Regions from separate parts of the Mus musculus genome. Here region 2 is linked to region 1. The links are chromatin contacts, called in public Hi-C maps. All regions are on one chromosome and are shown on one strand. Each heading gives the region's core, a stretch centred on a gene start, on an enhancer-like site or on the middle of the called end of the contact. The rest is flanking DNA. Distances are from core to core; before and after follow the strand shown. Region 1 overlaps Ppp2r3a (protein phosphatase 2, regulatory subunit B'', alpha). Region 2 has its middle 110 kb from the start of Gm24638.

Region 1 (6,802 bases), core at 2,676-5,175:
TTAGCTTACTCTGTCTAATTGGTGTTGTTTGCAGGTCTGTGGCTGTCCACTCTATTGGAAAGCCCCCATGTTCAGGGCTGCAGGAGGAGAGAAGACTGGATTTGTGACAGCACAGTCATTCATTGCCATGTGGAAAAAGTAAGTATGTGAGCAGTCATTCTGAGGCTAGCAACAAATTGTGTGGTCCTTATTAATGGTATTTATCCTATTAGCTTATTCATTTTCTTTGTATCTTACACGTACAAGTTCTCTGCACAAGACTTTGTCTTTTATGCCTTTAAATAATTCCAGGTATGATGACACATTCCTGTAATCTTACCACTGGGTAGGCAGAGGCAAGCAGATCTGTGAGTTTGAATCCAGCCTGGTCTACATAGGTATTCCAGGCTAGCCAGGGCTATCTACTAAGACCCTGTCTCAAGAACAGGGCTAGAGAGATGGCTGAGAAGTTGATAGCACTGCTGATCTTAGGGGCAATGACCTTAGGGTGATTCCTAGCATCCACATGACTGAGCCTTCTGTATCTCTAGTTCTTGCCTCCTCAGGTACCAGGCATGCATGTGGTACATACAAACAGAACACCAGTACACATAATTTTTTTCTAGTTTTTAATACTGTATCTTTAAACAGTAAAGCAAATCTGCCGAAATACTTTTAAATAGCTATTTTTGGCAGTTTTTTTTCTTGGTTTTACCTATAAAAGTAAAGAGTAAGCATTTAAATCCAATAGTAATGATAGAAGTAAATAAAGATTCTCTTTGAAGGGCAGAACCATGTGTATCACAAGAAAAGCATTCCTGCAGGCTAGAGAGGTGATTCTATGGATAAGAGTGCAAATATGAGGACTTAAGTTCAAATCCCTAGCACCCACATAAAAATCCAGGAATGGTTGTATGTACCTGTAACCCAAGCATGAGACACAGAAACAGAGATAGCAGGATCTCATTTGCCACCCAGTCTTATGGAAACTTCAGGTTCAGTGACAGATGCTGCTTTAAATGAATAAAGAGTTGTAAAGAGGTAGAAAGTGCATGTCCTCTGGCCAGCACAGCACACATGCACTGTGCCTGCACATCCCTGTGAGTGCACTGTTCTCTCCTCCCCACCCCAACACACATACACACACACTCCAGAATAAATTTTAAAAAGAAAAATATACATACAGTCTTAAATATCCAATGGAAAATTGTATCGAGTTGATTTATCAAAATCCTTGCATTCTTACAGAATATAGATATATGGCTTTTCTACATGGGGGTTCTCTGTGTAGCTGCCCTGGCTGTCATGGAGCCGTCTTTGTAGACCAAGCAGGCCTGGGATTCACAAAGATCTACCTACCTCTGTCTTATGTAACACAGGCTGGGCTCATACTCACTAGTGATGACTCAGACCTTCTGACCTTCCTGCTTCCATTTCTCACGTTGAGGACTTGACAGGTGTGTGTTACTACGACACCAGGTGGGTGCAGGGCTGAGGACTGACTCCAAGGCTTTGTACATGCTGGCAAACACTCCATCAGCAGAGCTGTGTTTTGTTCCCTAGGTGTTATTTCTTAAAACACTACATAGGAGAGTCGGTTCTCAACCTTTCTAATGTTGTGACCTTTGAATACAGTTCTTTGAGTTTTGTTGACCTCCAGTCATAAAATTATTTCAGTGCTATGTCATAACTTATTTTGCTACTGTTATGAACCATAATATAAATATCTAATATGCAGGATATCTAATATGTGACTTCCACAAGCACACAAAGTAGTCCTGACCCACAGACTAAGAACTGCTAATTTAGGAGCTTAGAGCCAGTGACTTAGTTAGGGTTTCTACTGCTGTGATGAAACACCATAACTAAAAAGCAATTTGGGGAGGAAAGGTCCATACTGCTATTCATCATAGAAGGAAGTTAAGAACTCAAGCAGGGCAGGAACCTGGGGACAGGAGCTAATGCAGAGACCGTGGAGGGGTACTCCTTACTGGCTTGCTCTCCATGGATTGCTCAATCTGCTTTCTGATAGAACCCAGGACCACCAGCCTAGGAATGGAACCACCCACAGTGGGCTGGGCCTTACATGGAAAATGCCTTACAGCTGGACCTTGTGGAGTCCTCTTCTCCATCAAGGTTCCCTCCTTTCAGATGACTCTAGTTTCTGTGTCTAACATAAGTCTAGCCAGCACAGTCAATCTCCCCTTTTAACTAATAAGCCTTCTTTGTACATATTCTTCTTGCTTTTTCTGGCCTACATACCTTTCCTCCTAGTAAAATGGAAATACTATTTACTTACTATTTAAAACACACACATAATATCAGTAGAATTAAACTTAGAGGATCCTTCTAATTCCTTCATACTCCTCAAAGGATCTTAGTTGTGATATTTGAAAACAAATGATTAATAAATGCATTCCTGGTCTTAAAATTTCCAACAGTAAATCACATTCTTTATTGTATTAGGACTGAAGTGGTAAGGGTATGCAAGACACTATCAGTTAGTATACTTCTTTACAGAACTCCACCCAAGCCAAAGGTTACAAGTACTTCCTATTGTCCCAGTGTATTTCTGGATTGGTTCTGAGTTGTTCAGATACCAAGGAATTGAAGAGCCTTAGGGGAATCTACACCAACTGGACAACACTACAGCGAGAGGAAAAGTAAGAGACTTCTTCAAAGCTAGTGGTGCACATCTTGAGTCCCAGCACTTGGGAGGCAGAGGCAGGCGAATTTCTGAGTTCCAGGCCATCCTGGTCTACAGAGTGAGTTCCAGGACAGCCGGGGCTATACAGAGAAACCCTGTCTCTAACCCCTCCCCCCCAAAAAACCAGAAGTAGCACAAAGAAAGGAAAGACAAAAAAAAAGTACTAATGAGCAGCATGCACTGACAGAGGAAAAAGCATTTGCCCTTGGGGTGGTTTTTTTCTTATTTAATAAAATTATTTTGAGAATTTTATACATGAGTACTATATTTATATCATTTCTACCCTGCCTCCCAACTTCTCCCTTGGTAGTCTCCAAATCTAGAACACGGAACAGGAAAAGATCCTAAGGCCTGAATAGTAGGAACCCCCATCACAGTCTACATAACACGTCCCAGGCCAGCCAGGGCTATAGACAGACTTTCATAAAAACAGACAAACATCACAGAGAACTCAGCTTCGTCTACTCCTTTCCCAGTAGCAAAATCAGAATTTGAACTGAGAATTTTGGGTTTAATTAGAATATAAAACCAGTAAAAACCAGTAGTAAGATTTAAGAATTTAAATTTATAGATGATTGGGCTTCTTCAACTCTCTTCCTTTCTTCTTTCAACTATCTATCCAGGTAGATGCCTGGCCCTGAGAAGTCCTCATCTGTAACATGAACTAGAATGTAAAGGGTTAAATAACCCACATGGCCCTTGTCAGAGGCCTCTTTAGTCAGTGAGCTCAGTATTGTTAGCCAAAAACTACCTAGCAGTCTAGGAAAAAGGCAAGATGTGAGTGTTGATTAAGAGCAAACTGTAAACAAACTGGAGATTAAAAATAAATAGGAAACAGTCTAGCAGAAGAGATATCATATCTAAACAGAATCTGTTGATATTATATTTTTAATATTCCAGGACAGCATGAGTAACGGAGGCTGACTATAGCAAAGCACAACTTGTGTCTAGTTAGATTTACATGTTTACTGGGAAAGTCGCAGCCAGCTTTTAATTGAGACTGTCTCTGAGAGGGTAGACAGAGCAGCACAGCAGTAATGGCCCCCGCAGTCACATCCATCCATTGAAATGAGCTGCCATCTCTGAGGGAAAGCAACTTCTGCAGAAGAGTAAAGGAACAGAAAGTCATGATGGGCAAGTCTGCAGAAACTGCTCACCAAGGGAGTTACAGGGCACCAGCAGCATTCCAATCCCTCGGTGGGAAAGTCCTACTGAATGAGTGTACACTGTCAGTTACTAAAATGGTGTGGGCGCCCTCTAGTGGGACCTCCTCTTAAATGCCATTTAAAAGTCAGATTCTGTAAGGCAGGCTCAAGGGTGAGTATTTAGGAACACTGAGTGAGTGAATGATGGTTTGAGTTACCATCCCTAGGAATGGGATTTGAGTTTTTGAAGTTTTTTGTGATTTTCACCCTTCATAGCAAGCAGTTTGAGTATTTTATATAAAATGTTTAAGCCAAGCATAAGGGTTCATGCCTGTAATCCCCGCACTTTGAAAGCTGATGTAAGAAGATTGCTATGAATTCCTGCATAGTGTGGGCTGCAATATAAGATACCATATTTTAAGACCAAAAAGTATTCAAGCACAAAGAATAACTAGAAGGTGATAATATAGAATTACAATATTTTGACATAGACACATGCATCCTGGCTTACTCTGTTAGTGAGAGCTGTATAGAATTTGAAGTTGAATAGTGAAGTCCTAAGCATAAGGAAATCATTTCCCTGCTGTCAGAGTGCCTTTGGGCTGGATTTAGAACAAGCACCTTAAATTCTCCCCTCCTCTTACGAGCTCTGCACTGGGTGTTGCCCAGACGCTGTAATGACTCTCTCACCAGGCATCTGTGCATGCGGCCCTCCTCACCACAACACTTCTTTCTTTCCTATTTTTCTCTGCTGGAAATCTCACGGGCCTGCTCTGTGCTTTCATGACAGCTGTACTCATTACTCAATACCGCAGTGGTTCCACAGTCGTATGATTCTGTTGGAAACCAAACACTGAACTGTACATTCCTTATAGGGAATAAAACTATCTCATTTTCTTTTATCCAAACCCATTCAAGGCCAGATAAAATACCTGACATACAGTTTGCATTCAATAATCAATTTGATTAATGAAGGAAAATCAGAAAATCTGGAGTTAATAATTAGATATAGATGATAAGAAAAAATTAAATGACCCCAAAGTTTCAAACCCAGAAAACAAAGTCTGAGTAGCACCCTTTTCCCTATTGTTATTGTTCTGGGTTTTGTTTTCAAGACACGGTTTCTGTCCTGGAACTAGCTGTCCTGGAACTAGTTCTGTAGTCCAGGCTGGCCTCAAACTCACCAAGATTGCCCTAGTTCTGCCTCCCAAGTGTTGGCATTAAAGTCATGTGCCACCTCTGCCTGGCTTAGCACCACCATTTTTACAAAAACTAACAAACATAAAAAACAAAGTCCAGGAAAAAGTAGTTGTTTTGCTTTTTCAGTGCTTTGACTTTTCTGTCAGGGTCTATGGAACTATGGTTGGAGGTGAGGAATTCTAGAAAGTCAGAACACGTGACAGAGGGCTTCGTCCCGAAGCTTGTTCTTTAAAAGTCAGAGTTTAAAGCCCCGTGAGGCTTAACTGAATGAGCCTTCTCCCTAATAACACATTTACCTTTATCAGTTAGTTTCACCCCATGGTCTCGGTCTCAAAAACATCCCAGAAGAAAAGTTCACCATCCTGTAATTGACACTCCTTTGACAAAAACCAGAAGCATGGAAGCCATGGTCAGGGGTAACAGTAGTAGGGGACTTGCACAAAGCTTACCCTTTAATTCCCAGCACTGAAAATGAAAAGACAAAGAACATTTGATTCTTAATCTAAATAGCACCCAAGTCAGCCTAAAATTACCAGCCTGTAAGTGTGTAGTCATTGTATGTTCTGAGCACCAGATCTTCCTAACCAGTGTTTCTTTTGTAGGTTGCTAAGTAACCGTCATGACGATGCTGCCAAGTTCATCTGGCTTCTGGCAAAGCCCAGCTGCAGCTATCTAGAACAAGAGGATTTTATCCCTTTACTTCAGGTGATATTTTTTTTTGTACCTTTTAAAAATGGAATTTATTTTTGGAGTATGAAAGGGGGTTTTTTGTTTGTTTCTTTGGCTGGTTGTTTCTGAAATTTTTTGTTTGTTAATAACGGCGTCTTACTGTATAGCCAGTGCTAACATCAAACTCTTAATCCCAAATGCTAGGATTAAGGTATATACCACCATATACCTTATGGTGATTTTTTTTCATTTTAAAGTATATCTATACTTGTAAAGTATAACTATAATTTTTCATTTTAAAGTGTAACTATGCAACTGAGCTACATACATCTAGAAGCCAGATTGTTAAGAATGGTTTTCAAATTGTTTTAGTAGTAAAAAAATCTTGTTAGATGGAATCTAAAACAAAACTCAGTATAAAATGGACAAAGCAGGGCTGTTTCCACTGTATCCAGCCTCCTCCCTAGCCAGTCGCGGTAAGCATGGAGCATCTCAGGAAACTGTAGAATTTAACATCAGCCATCGTTAAGAACCTAGCAGGAACTGATAGTATTTGGAAGAGATAAAATCAGTTTTCTTAATGGAGTGATCCTGGGTGTATCAACAGTTCTCCAGGGCAAACCTCATTGGAAGAGTTTGGAAGAGTTGGCCAACATAAAATGAACTAGGTTGCGAGGGGGGTAGGGGGACCAGGACGGGATGTTTTCTTGTTGTTTGTTTCTAAGAATGAGAAAAACAAAGTTGAGGATCAAAGTTGAGAAAGAATATAATCAAAATAATGTTGTATGGAAATCTTTAAAGAATCTGGTCAGAAACAAGAAAAGGCTATGAAATAATCAGAATAACTGTCACGAACTCTGTAGTCTGGGAGTTCGGTGAATCCTGACTCTTTGGTTTACGCACATATCTAAATGGCTCTCTGATTTCCCACTAAGATCTATTTGTAACAGAAGATTAGAATAGGAAAAAGAGCTGTGCATGATGGTGCTTGCTCGTGCCTGCCTGTAATCCTAGCACTGGAGACAGCAAGAGGATATAACCTACACTATTAAAATACCAAGAGCTGTCTCAAGAAACCAGTGGATGAATGATGAAATAAGAG
Region 2 (6,802 bases), core at 2,819-5,318, 320 kb before region 1:
AGTCTTTTAACCTTCCCTCCCACACCAAAGGAAGCCGCTTTTCTTAGAATGATATGTGTGATTTTTTTTCTTTTTTTCATTACCTTTCCACATGTTCATAAATAACATATAATATTGATTTGTATGTTTTAATTTACATTGATGGCATGCTACACTTATCCTTTGGAAACTTGGCTTCCTCACTCAGCATCATGTTTTTAAGATTTATAGACTTGGATATGTTCAGTCATTTTAATGACTTGACAGTAGTCTAGTATGTGAATAAATCACACTTTGTCTATTCCCATTCAGACTTTTTAAATTATCATTATAATCTGTTCTTGAGACATGGACAATGAACATCCTTGGGAATGATCTTATATCGGTGTAAGAGAACTTTCTAGAGCATGTACCTATGCCTGTACTTGCTAGCTGTGGTGTTTGCTCACGTTCTGATGTGCCAGCTACTGCCACATTGCTCTCAAGTGCAATTTTACTATTTTACACTCCTGCTTGCAAATGAGAATCCCTCTTTGTGATGTCTCCTGGCTCTGGTGTCTGGTGGTTTGATTCACGGGGTTTGTCTGTAAGCTCCTCTTCCTTGGGAGTATCAGGTCTCTGGAATCCCGAGTGCCCTGGATTATAAAGGAATTTCTGCTGAGGAGTTTTACATTTGTGTATCCTGGAACCTGTAGGGTTTCAATGGTCCTTGACCAGGTTATGATAAATTCTCAGTTTGGATCTTTCACACCAGACAAGTAATATAAGTTTGGAATATATCCTTCTAGGTACTTCAGGCCTGGGAATTCAATTTTTCACCTGATTTTTTTTTATCCTATCCAAAACTCTTAAGAAATGACCAGTGGACACCATTTTCCAGTCTGCTTTTTATGAGTAGGACGGCCTTTGAGATTTTAAGCTTCATGCAGAGTCATCAATGATCAGGTGGCCACATATTTGTGTTTACAGAGTAGGCTCACCCTATGTCTCAGAATTAAAACACACTAAGAGATTAATGTTGGGTACGTTTCTCAATTATTCTTCAGCTTTTTAAAAAATCATTTTATTTGTTTACATTTCAAAGGATATTCCCCTTCCTGGTTACCCGTCCAAAACCCATCTCATCATCCCTCTCCCCACTCCTCTTTGCTTCTATGAGGGTGCTCCTCCACCCACTCACCCACTCCTGCCTCACTGCTCCAGCATCCCCCTATGCTGGGGCATCAAGCCTCCATAGGACCAAGGGCCTCATCCCTCCCATTGATGTAAGATAATGGCCTTATCTGACACCTTCTTTTTCTTTTCTTTCTTTTATTTTTTTTCAGACAGATTCTTCTCTTATTAAACATAGAGCTTCCTCATTTCCTAGACCACCTAGTCAGCAAACCCCAGAGACCCTCATCTCCTCCTCCCCAGTACAGAAAGTGCAGACATGCAATGCCACACCTAGCTTTTCGTGTAGGGTTAATTATGCAAACCCAGGTCCTCATTTTTATACAGCAAACTCGTTACCCCTGAGACATCTCCCAGTCGCCCAACTTTTGTTCTTAATTGGGAGGATATTGAACACCAGTGAAAAATAAAGACATGTCTTCTTTCTTCTTCCCCTCTTGTTTCTTTCTTTCTTCCTTCCCCTGCCTCTGCTTTAGTAGGCAGAGAAAAAGGAACGGTTTAGGTTTAAGATGTCAGAAGGAAGACTACTCCATTGAACTCAATCCAAAAGTGTATACTCCTTAAATACTTCTTCTGCTTCTATTAATGAAGAAGAAGGAACCATGGCAGAATCAGACACAGAGAGAGCTAGGGAGGTGGCCAATGGCCACAGGTACAACCGGTGAGTTCTAGAGATCAAAGCAATGAGCAGCCTTGTGGAAATTAAGACTAATGGGTATACAGGATGGAGACAAAAGCTAACTTGGAGAGATGTGAGCCAGTCAGTATCTGGACTGAGCAAAATGCTTCCCAAACACTGGGGTAACTTCCTGCTTTCTCAAGGCAGAATACGATAACAGTCCCTACTCGCTTTTGCTGTGTTGTTGTTAGTAGCATGCATGTGTGGATTAAAGGATGAAAAAGAATTGATGGTTGTCTCCTGGGCCTGGACTAGTACACATGAGCTGGTCCCGGACAGTTGGTTCAATCGTTGGTCACCAGTCAAGCCATCCACACCTGGACATGGAAATCTGATTAACTGCTCCCTCATGGTGCTCCCAGACTCAGCCTTGAGGTTTGGCAGGCCCCCACTAAATCATGGTTGACTGGGAGATTAACTCCTTCCTGTCTGCCTGCCTATCACCCACCATGTGTCTTACACAGCTCCATACGCACCCAGGATTCCGGAAGAAGACGCCAGCCACATGGTTAAAGCATCTGGAGCCATGTTTGAGACGGTCAACCCAATTGTAGGATGCTAAAACGCTAATGGTTTATGGTAATGGAGCTAGCCAGGTCATCACCTCCAGTGTAGAGCTAGAGACTGAGAGGGAAGGAAGAGGTTAATATTGTTCTTAAGATCTCTCAGAAGCCTAGGATTTTAAGCTACTGCAGAAGTCTGAAGCAGAAGTCTCTTCGACAGCTGTCAGGGGCCTCTGCTACCTGTAAAGCACAGCATTTTAGCCCCACATCCTCAGCCTTATTTATTTGATTATTTTCTGGCTTTGTGTGTGCAGGTAAAACTCTTTCATACTCAAGGCACTTCACTGAGGCAGACACAGTCAGTGGTCTAGGTGAGAAGTCGAACTATGCTACACTTGGCACCTGACATTTTCTGCCATCCTTTCCTCTCCTTCGAAATTCTGGTCAGACCCCAGATTAGCACTTGCTGTGGAGTGAGTGTCAAGAACCTAGAACATCTTGTTGTCATGTGTACCAAGGCCCAGGGTCACACCCAGTATTCAGCCATCTCTCTCGCCCCAGATCCTACTGACAAAAGTGACAAGACATCCTTGGCTCCTTTGTCCTCATGGAAGCCTGGCTGGAATGAACAACACTCCTTATTCCTCTTCAATAGCTCTTTTCTAAGTTTTGTTAACGTCCAGATTATCCTTCACAACTTCTTTGAACACAGAGCCACCCCTCCCTCAAATACAGCTGACAACAAACTATTCTTGCAGTGTACACTCTAGTGAGAACTACTCTTCTGGTATTTCTAAATGAAAACATGTGGAAATTATTTTCTCTGTGATGCACAGAAAATAATATTAATGGCTATAATCACATCAGTGTTAATTAGATATCAAACAAAAACAGCCTTGTGGTTCTTTCAGTATTAGTTAAAATAGGGCTAAAACGGGTCATTAAAATTAATTTAAATGTAAATATTAGGTAATATTACTGATGCTACTTGGACGCAACAAAAAAAATCTCATTAAAAGGCAGGATTTTGCTAACTAAAACATGGGGAAAACTCTGTGGGTTACTCCATTTAGTTATCGTCACATCAAGCCTCAATTCTGTTGGAAAGAAAGGATGTATCCCTTATTAATTCACCTTGAGCAGGCCGAGCAGGGGAACTGTGGGGAAAGGAGCCTCCTGACACTGCTGAATGAGAGCCACAAACATGTGCCCACACCACGGAGATGTCAGGCTAGCCTTGTTTCAACAGCACCACGATTGGGAGTTCTGCCAAGAACGAAACAAACTATCCTGCAGCTGTTATCTCATTTGTATGAGTAATATGAAAAACGCTGCACAATTTAATATGCCATCTAATACTTTTATTCTTATCTCACTAGCAGGGCAGGTGGCGGCATACGTGTTTGAAAAGCCGGTACAGATTGGAAGAGGGGAGGGCCCCAAGAAACGATGCTAGCTGCTATTTGAGCCGAGTAAAATGAGATGAGCTCCGATATTATTTTATAAAAGCAATCTCACTTGTATCTTTGCCAGGGAGATCTTAATCACAGCCAGCAAGGAGACTGGATACCCTTTCCTGGTTATCTGGGTGCACAATGAGGCCATCGGCAGCACAGGGAACATGGTTATCTGTTATTTCACGTTGGGAGAAACCAGCAAGAACATTATCAGGGTGTTGGGAACCACACGTGTGCAGCATAGAGTGATAAAAAGAGGGAGGAGATGACTCATCACTAAGGATGTGGAGATAATGCCACTTGCAGGGGGAAGAGATGGATGGTGTTGTTGAAAATGGCTTCAGACTCTGGGAACCGACTGGAAGGCTCTATAGCAGCCCAACGGTTGGCTCAGGAGTAGAGAGAAATAAATAAGAGGATCTGGGAGCCTAGGAAGAGCCCGGCAGAGCAAATGATTGTCTCAACCCCTCTGACCTTAAGAGGAATGTGGTTAAATCAATCTTTCATGACTCTCTCCATCTGAAGATGAAGTACAGCAACCTTCAGATTACCAACAGACACAAATGATAGTTGTTATTTCCCCCGTTCTCAGTCTGTCTTATCGTCTATTTTATTTTCTTTCGTACAATCAAGATCTCACATAATCCTCTAACAAGCAAGACTCTTAAGACGTAAAACAAAAATGGAAGGCACAAATTCTTCAAGAGACTAGCAAAAGGCTAACTACCATCCCAGGGAACACTGACCCAAAAAGACCGCATCCATGACTCACAAGAAAATCACTGTCAGACTGAAGACCACAAACTCCACGGCAGCATTTCTGTAAGCCTCGAGTGCTGTTACTCAAGCTTTTGACTGTGGCTGGAAAATTTGCTTTGGTTTTCTTCAGTGAAGTCTGGAGTCAAAAATGAGATTGGTTTGGGATTGCTTAAGACAAAATCTTTTATACTGTAGTCCATACTGAGCTGGAAACCACAATGCAGTCCAAGGTGGAGTCAAACTCACCACAGTTCTTAGCTAGGGTTGCAGCTGTGAACACCACAGCTGGCTAAAGGGCCAATGAACACTCTTTCTTTTCTCTTTCCATTTCTTTTCTTTCTCCCTTCTCCTCAATACTCCCCCCCCCCCACACACACACACACTTTTTGTAACTTCTCTTATACTCCAATTAAATTATTGGTCATAAATATACTATCTATGACAATCCAACAAAGCATAAATGCATTAAATATTCAATCAATAGCTTCCTCCTGCTCTCTATCTCACCCCTGCTCTAATATAACCAATGTCAGTAGCCTGGGGTGTTTGTCTTCATTACTTCTTCTGAATATCAACAATATTCAATTCATTTCCTCTGTAATGTAGATGCTTTCAAGCCAGTAATATAAACCCAAGCCATTCTTTTTAAGTAGATTTATAATATCTTCCTATTCTCCACTATAAATGTAGTTACTCAGTCACCATGAAGTGATGGGCATGTGCAAGCCTAACTGGCCATCTGAGTGTTCCCACTCACTACTACAACTGCTACCTTGTGTTGTGTGCTTCATAGAGTTCAGCATCTTTATTACACTGATTATCAGGTTAAAGAATATGTGCATGTGTGCATGTGTGTGTGTGTGTGTCTATGTGTGTATGTATGTATGTATGTATGTATGTATGTATGTATGTATGTAAAATTTCTCCCCAATGTATAACTATTCACATTTTACAAACAGTAGACAAAGAAGCATCCACACACCCATATAAGCCTTGGAAATCTTTCTTGCTTTGTTTTGCCATTCCATTGATGGCATTGCATTTATTCAATTTGCATTTTTCTGATTCCAACAAGGCTATCCATCTTTTCAAATGTTTGCTTCTCATTTTTGCTTGCACAGGTGTGGCTTTTGTCTTTGTATTCTTTTTTAATGACTAAGAGCCCTTTTCTTTTTGCTCTTTACAAATATTGTGTGTGTGTGTGTGTGTGTGTGTGTGTGTGTGTGTGTGTGTGTGTGTGTGTGAGAGAGAGAGAGAGAGAGAGAGAGAGAGATGGGGTGGGCATGTATCCATGTGTGCATCTTTCAATATTTGACTTTTAACATTTTAACATACAACATTTAAAGTTTTTAAATAACTATTTCATTAAATATGTCAATGTTTTCCTCTTGAAGTTATAATGCTCTGTGGCTCGTTTTAGAAAGCCTTCCCCACCCCAAGGGTATATATCATATATATCATTCTAATACTGTATAAGTTTTCTTTCTTTGAGTCCTTGGGTCTTCCATGCAGCTCTGGGAGCCTCGAGTTCAAGATCAGCCTCCCAGATACTGGAGTTACAGACAGCACCACACACCCAGCCCTCTCACAGTCTCAATTTTACTTTACCAAACTCCACAAATTGGAAAAATTGATAGACCTCCCCAGGTCCTGCATCATAGTTGCTAATTATTATCACAAAAGTCATATCAGGAACAGCTAATTTTCATCATCCAGTGACCAGATGGGGTAAATAGATTTCCTGCAGGCTCAATGGCTTCTGCCTCATCTAATTACAACTTAAGGGTTCTTTGATCGGTACTTGAAGCTGAAAAAGTTCCTCCAAAAGTAATTTAATCACCCTGTGAATGAACTGAGTATATTTCATTATACAGATGGGTGAAATGTAAACTACTAATTGCATGTAGACTATATTTATAGGAGTTGGATTGTGATCATTAATTCCTTCTTATTTGCTCTTGGTAACTTTTCTAGGTGGTTAAAGGCTTCTTGAAACCCAGCCAGCCATCCAGCCAGCCATACATACGTACATACATCTACCCAGTGAATGAACGTATGTGTGACAGAGAAAGGCCCTGGGTGAGTCAGCCATAAAGCAGACGTCAGATACAGCGCCACGGCCTGAGCTCCTGACCAAGTGTTCTATTTTTAATGATTCTTATATATTCACCAATGATAGTATACGTTCTCTCCCCCTCCATCTTCCTCTCCCTCTCTCCCCGCTCTCTGTGTGCATGCGTGTACGTGTGTGT

What was found. A called contact is a pair of places that touch in the nucleus more often than the background predicts.
Region 2: a Hi-C map of myocytes shows a contact between it and region 1, with 4 times the contacts expected there. The contact joins two enhancer-like sites. A contact is called at or near these places in 8 of 484 Hi-C or Micro-C datasets (the N1E-115 cell line, adipose-derived mesenchymal stem cells, muscle stem cells and 5 more).

Annotation. Positions count from the first base shown.
Region 1 is chr9:101,179,269-101,186,070 of GRCm38.p6, reverse strand. Ppp2r3a (protein phosphatase 2, regulatory subunit B'', alpha) reads left to right here. Exons shown (of 14, transcript NM_001161362.3): 4 at 35-138; 5 at 5,634-5,736. Among named protein-coding and RNA genes, the nearest start is that of Gm24338, 40 kb to the left of the region's middle. Within about 2 kb of position 3,925, at least 48 of the 459 cell types and tissues checked have an H3K27ac peak or open chromatin away from gene starts, as enhancers often do. A contact at or near this core is called in muscle stem cells and myocytes, where this site is marked.
Region 2 is chr9:101,499,112-101,505,913 of GRCm38.p6, reverse strand. No RefSeq gene overlaps it. Among named protein-coding and RNA genes, the nearest start is that of Gm24638, 110 kb to the right of the region's middle. Within about 2 kb of position 4,068, at least 19 of the 459 cell types and tissues checked have an H3K27ac peak or open chromatin away from gene starts, as enhancers often do. A contact at or near this core is called in muscle stem cells and myocytes, where this site is marked.